Linked DNA regions of Gossypium hirsutum: region 2 is linked to region 1. The links are chromatin contacts, called in public Hi-C maps. All regions are on one chromosome and are shown on one strand. Each heading gives the region's core, a stretch centred on a gene start, on an enhancer-like site or on the middle of the called end of the contact. The rest is flanking DNA. Distances are from core to core; before and after follow the strand shown.

The links. Hi-C and Micro-C count contacts between places; a contact is called where the count stands out from the background.
Region 2: a contact with region 1 is called in a Hi-C map of leaf, with 4 times the contacts expected there. The contact joins the promoter of LOC121213665 here to the promoter of LOC107922163 in region 1. A contact is called at or near these places in 7 of 34 Hi-C or Micro-C datasets (callus, hypocotyl and leaf).

What each region holds. Positions count from the first base shown.
Region 1 is chrD01:45,976,083-45,979,472 of Gossypium_hirsutum_v2.1, forward strand. It overlaps LOC107922163 (phosphoglucomutase, cytoplasmic), which reads right to left and starts at 1,694. Exons shown (of 18, transcript XM_016852050.2): 1 at 1,490-1,694; 2 at 1,295-1,389; 3 at 339-420. The coding sequence starts at 1,372. It overlaps LOC107922164 (a long non-coding RNA gene), which reads left to right and starts at 1,790. Exons shown (of 2, transcript XR_001691195.2): 1 at 1,790-2,521; 2 at 2,667-3,005.
Region 2 is chrD01:46,239,805-46,243,194 of Gossypium_hirsutum_v2.1, forward strand. It overlaps LOC121213665 (myosin-binding protein 2), which reads left to right and starts at 1,602. Exons shown (of 4, transcript XM_041086545.1): 1 at 1,602-3,390. The coding sequence starts at 2,139.

The DNA of each region.
Region 1 (3,390 bases), core at 444-2,943:
CAAGCAAATGATATGACCAGACTATTGTCTCTGGATGACATGAACTAAATATCTTTCAAGATAAAACTAGAACATTTTGTTGAACTACCCAAAGAATTGTGCATATATCCCAAGTACAATTAGGGCAGATACATCCTTTTCATAAGAGTTTCCCTAATATAACAAAGCACACAATCTAAGCAAGCCTCACATAAATGGATGTACGTAAAGTGAATCCTTAGTTCCAAGATTTTAAGAGCATAGTTAAAGAGCCACATTATGCCTCTAAATATTAAAAAGTAAAAATTACCAAGTACATTTAGCATACAAAAAGGCATAGCATCAACAAAAACCCTTACCTCTAACTTTTTCTGGTGTAAGGGCATTGAATGTTGACTGAACGAAATTTTGCAAATAATGAGGCTGAATGAAAACTTTCACCTGGACAGGTCAAAACACCACAGTATACAATTAAAAGAAAAACATGTAAATCAATATGCAGAGGCATATTGTAAGAAAATATAGAAAACTGTTTATGTTCCATATCACTCAAGTTGCAAATAACCTGAACTTTGACACGGATTTTAGCAACATGTAAAAAATGGACTTCGACAATGAAGGAAACTATTAATCTAATTACCTATCATGCGTAAGAACACTGTACAGAATACTGGTCAAACAATATAAGTAAGACCTGAAGAACTATTAAGTAGTATTAATTTTTTAGCATCAGTTCCAGAGTATTAAAAATTAAAACCCATAACGGGCAACAGGCATCCAAAACATCAACAATTAGGAATTATATAATCATTTAAATATAGAAATACGATCTAAATATAAAACAAACCACCAGAAACCATATAAATATAGTTATTAGATTCATGAGAAACTATGAGCTGAAATGGAATCAAGCATTAAAATTTTACCTCAAAAAAAAAAAAAAACAAAGAACTAAATTTAAATAATGAATGAACTTGATTCAGATCCAGAATAGAAAAGAAAAGGAAAATAGATCATAATTAAGTTAAAACTTCAAATAGCAAATAGATCAGCACCGAAAATGATAATATCCATGTCTCTCTTCGGTTACATGTTATAGAAGTAAATCTTAATCTATGAAAATGAAGTTCAATATATAGTTTACGAGATCATCTAATTCAACGAGAAGACCTTGCAGCAGGCATCAATCAAACGGATTAAATTGATCTAAAATTAAATTGGAGTGATATAACAGAAGATCGAGATATCGTATAACGATCAAAGTAAAGGAAATGAAGAAGGAAATGAAGAAGGACGATTAAGAAGCAAAAGGAACCTTCTTACGGAGGCCAGAAGTTCCAGGCTTCTGGCCGTCGATCGGCGTCGTCGAGACTTTGGAAACCTTGAACACCATTTCTTTGCTTTCTACGACTGCCATGCAACACAATTCAATCAATGCGAATCTCTTAACTCTTGATAAATAAATATGTAAATATTAAAAAAAATGAAAAGAGAGAGAGAGAGAGCTCACTCGTTGGGGAGATCAAATTGAAATGCGTTAGTTTTGAGAATAAGCTGGCAAAGTGAGGAAGTGACCCGTATTACCTTCTTTTTAATAATATATTGTTTCTTTTTCTTTTTTGATATGAAGTGAAAGAAACGCGAACGGTGAAGATTGAGGCCAGGATGAGATTAGACAGGGGGCGATTTGAAACCTCACGTATTCTCCCTTGTTTGGGATGAATAAAGGAGATCTACTTCAAACTTTTTTACTCCACAATAGAGCTGCTCATGGGCCGGGCGGCCCGGCCCGGCTCAGCCCGATAGCCCACCTAAAATTTAGGAGGATTTAGGTAAAAATATAGGCCCAAAATATGGGTTTGGGTAGAAAAAAAAACCCGTTTAAAAAACAGGCTGGACCTCGGACAAAATTTTTTTGGCCCGGTTCGGCCCGAAAATATATTAAATATATATTTTTTAATTTATTATTACATTTACATTTTACATTTCCCATTTCCCCTCCTTATTTTCCTGACCCCGTTTAGACTTCAGATACAAATCCCTAATCCCTTCCCTCCGCCCTTTTTTTCCCCCAAATCGAAAACTCACCTCCACCGATCCACCATCTCACCTTCAGTGTTCGGTCCTCCATGACTCCACCTCTACAACTCTAGCAGAATTTGACCAAAATTTAATCATTTTACTAGGTGGCGTTGTTGTTCTCTTCAGTTCGATTCTTCTGCAACTTCCGACCCAAACCCTTCAAATCAACAAGTTCAAGGTAACATGCTTCGATTCTTCTTCACTTTAGTTTTCATTTCAATTGAAATTTTCGAGCTTTACATTTTAATCATGTACTTAAGAGAAGGCCGCTCTTTATTGCTGAGTTTAGTGACGGTGACATGCTTCGATTTTTAACTATTTGTTGCCATGTTTTCCACCAAGAATGCATTGATCATTGGCTTGAATCACATAAAAGATGCCCAGTTTGTCGTTAAGAGTTAGATGTGACTAGTAAATCAATAGTAAATCCCTCAAATCTCTAAAATCTCAAGTTTTACAGGTTAGAACATTTCCCCCTTTTTTGTAATATTCTTTACTTTTTATTGATTCTTTTGTTTCAATTTCCTGTTATGAGTGATTTATTGATTGTTTTATTATGTTTGTTTTGATCTGATCTTATCGTTTTGGTGATTGTTGTTGAACAGGTGATCGGGGATTTTGATCTCAAAGAGTTCATCATGTTTAATCGACTGTTCAGGAAACCTAAGCAGGAAACAAATGCTCTAACCACGTTAGAAAAATTAAACGAGGTGTAGTATTTGATTTTCTTTTATTTTTTCACTTTAATTGGCAAACCAGTTATTTATTTTTGTATTTCTCTTGCTTTGTTTGAGTTCAAAAATTTTTGCAATAAATGTAACAGTTTTTTGCAATATATGGAATTCATTTGTTATACTTAAAGAACAACTTATCTAGTATTGTTATTTAGTTGAAGAGAAGGGTTTCAAAGATAAAAGGAATGAATATCTCTTTTATCGTGTATACATATTCCTTGCTGATCTCGCTAAAAGTTGATGCTATGATGGACTGTGATCTTTTCTGTATTTAAAAGTTTGGTTATATTGGTTGTGTATTAGGGATAATTTCAAAATTTTAAGAATATTAATTTTAGTGATTTTTATTTCGTCTGGTGCTACAAAATGCAAATTGCAGTCTATATTCGTTTCCACTGAATGACTTACATTGCTTCTTTCTACTTTTTTTTATTTTTTTAATTTTAAAATATTTTTAAAATACTTTTTTAAAATTTTTGGTATTTATTAAAAAATGGGCCGGGCTGGGCTGGGCTGGGCTTATGATTTTTTCTTGGGTCGGGCCTGGGCAAAATTTTAGGCCCATATTTTGGTTCGGGCCGGGCCCGGGCCAAAA
Region 2 (3,390 bases), core at 352-2,851, 260 kb after region 1:
AATCATATTTAATGGTTAATTTAATTTTTAACTTGGGGTTGGGATTTTAGGACCTAAAAAGCCAGTGGGGGCATAATTTAGATATTAAAGCTTGATTAAAGCAAATCAGCATAATTAAATTAAATAAAAAATATGAAAATTTTGTAAATAAATATCAATAATTTTATTTAAATATTTATCTTAATTTATAACAAACTTAGTAAATAAACATGTATTTATTTTTAATTCATTATTTTATTGAAATCCAGATCATTTTCTTATCTATATTGGAAGTTTCTAAAATTCGTATTACGGTAACTGAAATTGAGAATAAAATAATCTACAAATAAATCACATGATTTTTATTACTATAATTACTATTACTATTTCTCTTTTCGATATTTCTTAACATAAAAATACATTCCTCAATCGTTAAATTAAATGATCAGTTAGAGTTTGGATAATATTTCTCTTATTCTTTTAAGTGCAATAACCTTTAGGTAAACAAAATTATATTGTAAAATTTAGTTGGCATTCGTAAAAAAGAAATTATACATAGGATCAAATGTTGAATATATTACACTACTTTCTTTAATGTATTTAGATGGAAAATAATATTCAAATATTTCTTTATAGACATATAAGGTTATTTAAAAGCATATTTTATTAAATTCTTTTTGTTATACAAATAAATTTAGTTTTTTTTATTATATTTTAATCTCAATTTTCATAAGATTATGTTAAATTATTCTAATTCTTATTTTTATTACAAATTGTTTGCTAATAAGTAAATATATAATGTTGAAAAAAATTATAAATTATAATTATAATAATTTATGAAATTTACTGTTAACAAAAAGAGATTTTCTTTTTGAGGGTTAGAGTTTTTTTTTAGTTAGAATAAAATTTTATTTGAAAATAAAAATATTAAATTGATCAAAATAATAAAAATAAATAGTAAGTTGATTCAAAATTTAAGTTTACGCCTATAATTTAAGAATACATGGTAATAAGATTATAGGTATATTATTATATCCTTAAACTATTTGAGAATGTGAACAATAATAGGTTGAGAATCAAAATAACTTAATTTCATTATAGGTTGTAAGCTAATTTAGTGTTTTTATTTTTAAGAAATCCAATAAAATTATACATACTAAATATATTAATAAAATTTTAATTTACCATTTAATTAAAACTTTATTTTAATATTTTTATGCATTTTACTTTTATTATTCATCTATCTGTAGTTGATAAAATATCTAGTATATAGCAGTATAGGTAAATATACTTGTAAATTTTGAAGAAAAAAAGAAAAGAAAATAAAAGAAAAGAAGAGCAAGTTTAAGGAATCCAAAGCTAGAAACTGAAATTCAAGAGTCCATTTCTTTTCTCACACAAAGGAATAGTATGGCAGAGATAAAAAGGATAAATAGTGTCCACGAAAAACAGAGTTAAAAGGAGCAGGAAGAACATGAAGCAGCAGCAACCTGTCCTAAATGGAGCCCACTTTTAACTTTGAGAGTGGTCTCCACCAACCCATTGGTAAGGTTGGTGGGGCCTCCCATTTTCTTTGTCCCAAACAAAACAACACCAGACTGGAGGGACTGTAAGGGTGGGGGCTGCCATAGCTGGCTACCTCTACCCCTTCCATTAATCCATTGGCATCAACCTTAAGCTTAAGCTAAATGAAAATTTATCACTTAAAACAAATATCAGTTTAGTTGTTTAAGATCCCAATAGTTGCTTAATTCTGTCAAAAAAACAACCAAGGAAAATAAATTCCTTTATTTACTCTGACTCAAACCTTTTTCAATGTTTTTTAGTTTTTATTTTTGTTTTTGTGGAAAATGATTTCTATGGGTTGATTTTCCTCAGGGTTTCAGTCTTCTTTGGCTGTCACTTTCCTATTCAAAACCGCCTTTTATGATTTCCAAGTCTGAAAAAATATAATACCCATTTCTTTAGACTTTCCGATTCTTCTCTCCCTTATTGAAAAACCATTTCAATGTCACTTCTTTTTCATTCTCCATAACTCTTTTTATCTTAAGCTCTTTCGTCTTCTTCTTATCTAACAACTTCTTCTCTTTTTTTTTTTTTGTTTCTGTTTTGTCCCTTTTCTCCTCTCTGTACATAGCAGAAAACACAGAGCATCATTAATGGCTGCCAACAAATTTGCTACCATGTTGCATAAAAACACTAATAGGATCACTCTTATTCTTGTCTACGTCTTACTAGAATGGATTCTGATCGTTCTCCTCCTTTTGAATTCACTGTTTTCTTATCTGATCATCAAGTTTGCTGATTACTTTGGTCTTAAAAGGCCCTGCCTTTGGTGTTCTAGGCTTGATCATATCTTTGAGCCATCAAAGTACAAATCATATAGAGATCTTGTGTGTGATGATCATGCCAATGAGATTTCTAAATTGGGTTTTTGTTCAAATCATCGGAAACTCTCTGAATCTCGAGATATGTGTGAGGATTGCTTGTCCTCGTCGCCGTCGGAGAATGGTGATGATGAAGTGATGGAAAACGGCGATGAGGATTTCAAGTGTTCTTGTTGTGGTGTCATGGTGGAGAAAAAGTGGAATCTTCCTTGTTTCATGATTAAACCTTCCTGGGAGGTTTTGGATTATCCCCAGGAAGGAAATTTAATCACTGAAGGTGGAGAAAAAGTTGAGGGTATTATTGCAGATGAGGGTAATGCTTCAGATGGAATCAGATCAGATTTTGTGGCTGGTGATCATAAAGATGAACAGATGATTGAAGAAAACAAGAGAGTTGGCATCATTTCTGATGATGAAGGTATTGAACCAAGGGAAGTGGAAAAAGAGGAGTTTTCATATTTTGTTTCTAGTTTTGATTGCAACCAAGTGGCTGCTAATGGAGATGAAGACGATGTGGTTATAGAGAAAGATCAATCTTCAGTGGATGAAGGAGACTTAACTGTGTCAATGGCTGACCAGGGGTTAACTCAAGTCACTTGTGCCAAAGAGGAGTCTCCTGAAATTCTGAACAAGCATCTGGAGTTTTATATCGGGGGGGATGACTGCCATTTGATTCCAGTTGAATTGATGGATTCTACTGCTATGAGAAGCCAAAAAATATACGAGTTCACAGAGGAAGATGAAGACGTTGCTGGTACTGGAGATGTTATTTTGGACTTTGATTTGCAGCAACCTGGGACACGAGTGGAGTTGGTTGTGGAGAATGGTTGCAGTTCAGCGGAGAAAGTGACACCCCTTTCACCCCATGTGAGTGAAGAGGAAACCATTGATGCAGTGGATGAACCAATGGAGCCTAATGGCAAGGAGGGCTTTTCAACTCCTGCAGTGGAGCTAGATTTGATGGAGAAGGAAGATGATCAACATGTTGCTACCACTCAAGCAAATATGCCCTCCTTGAATGAAG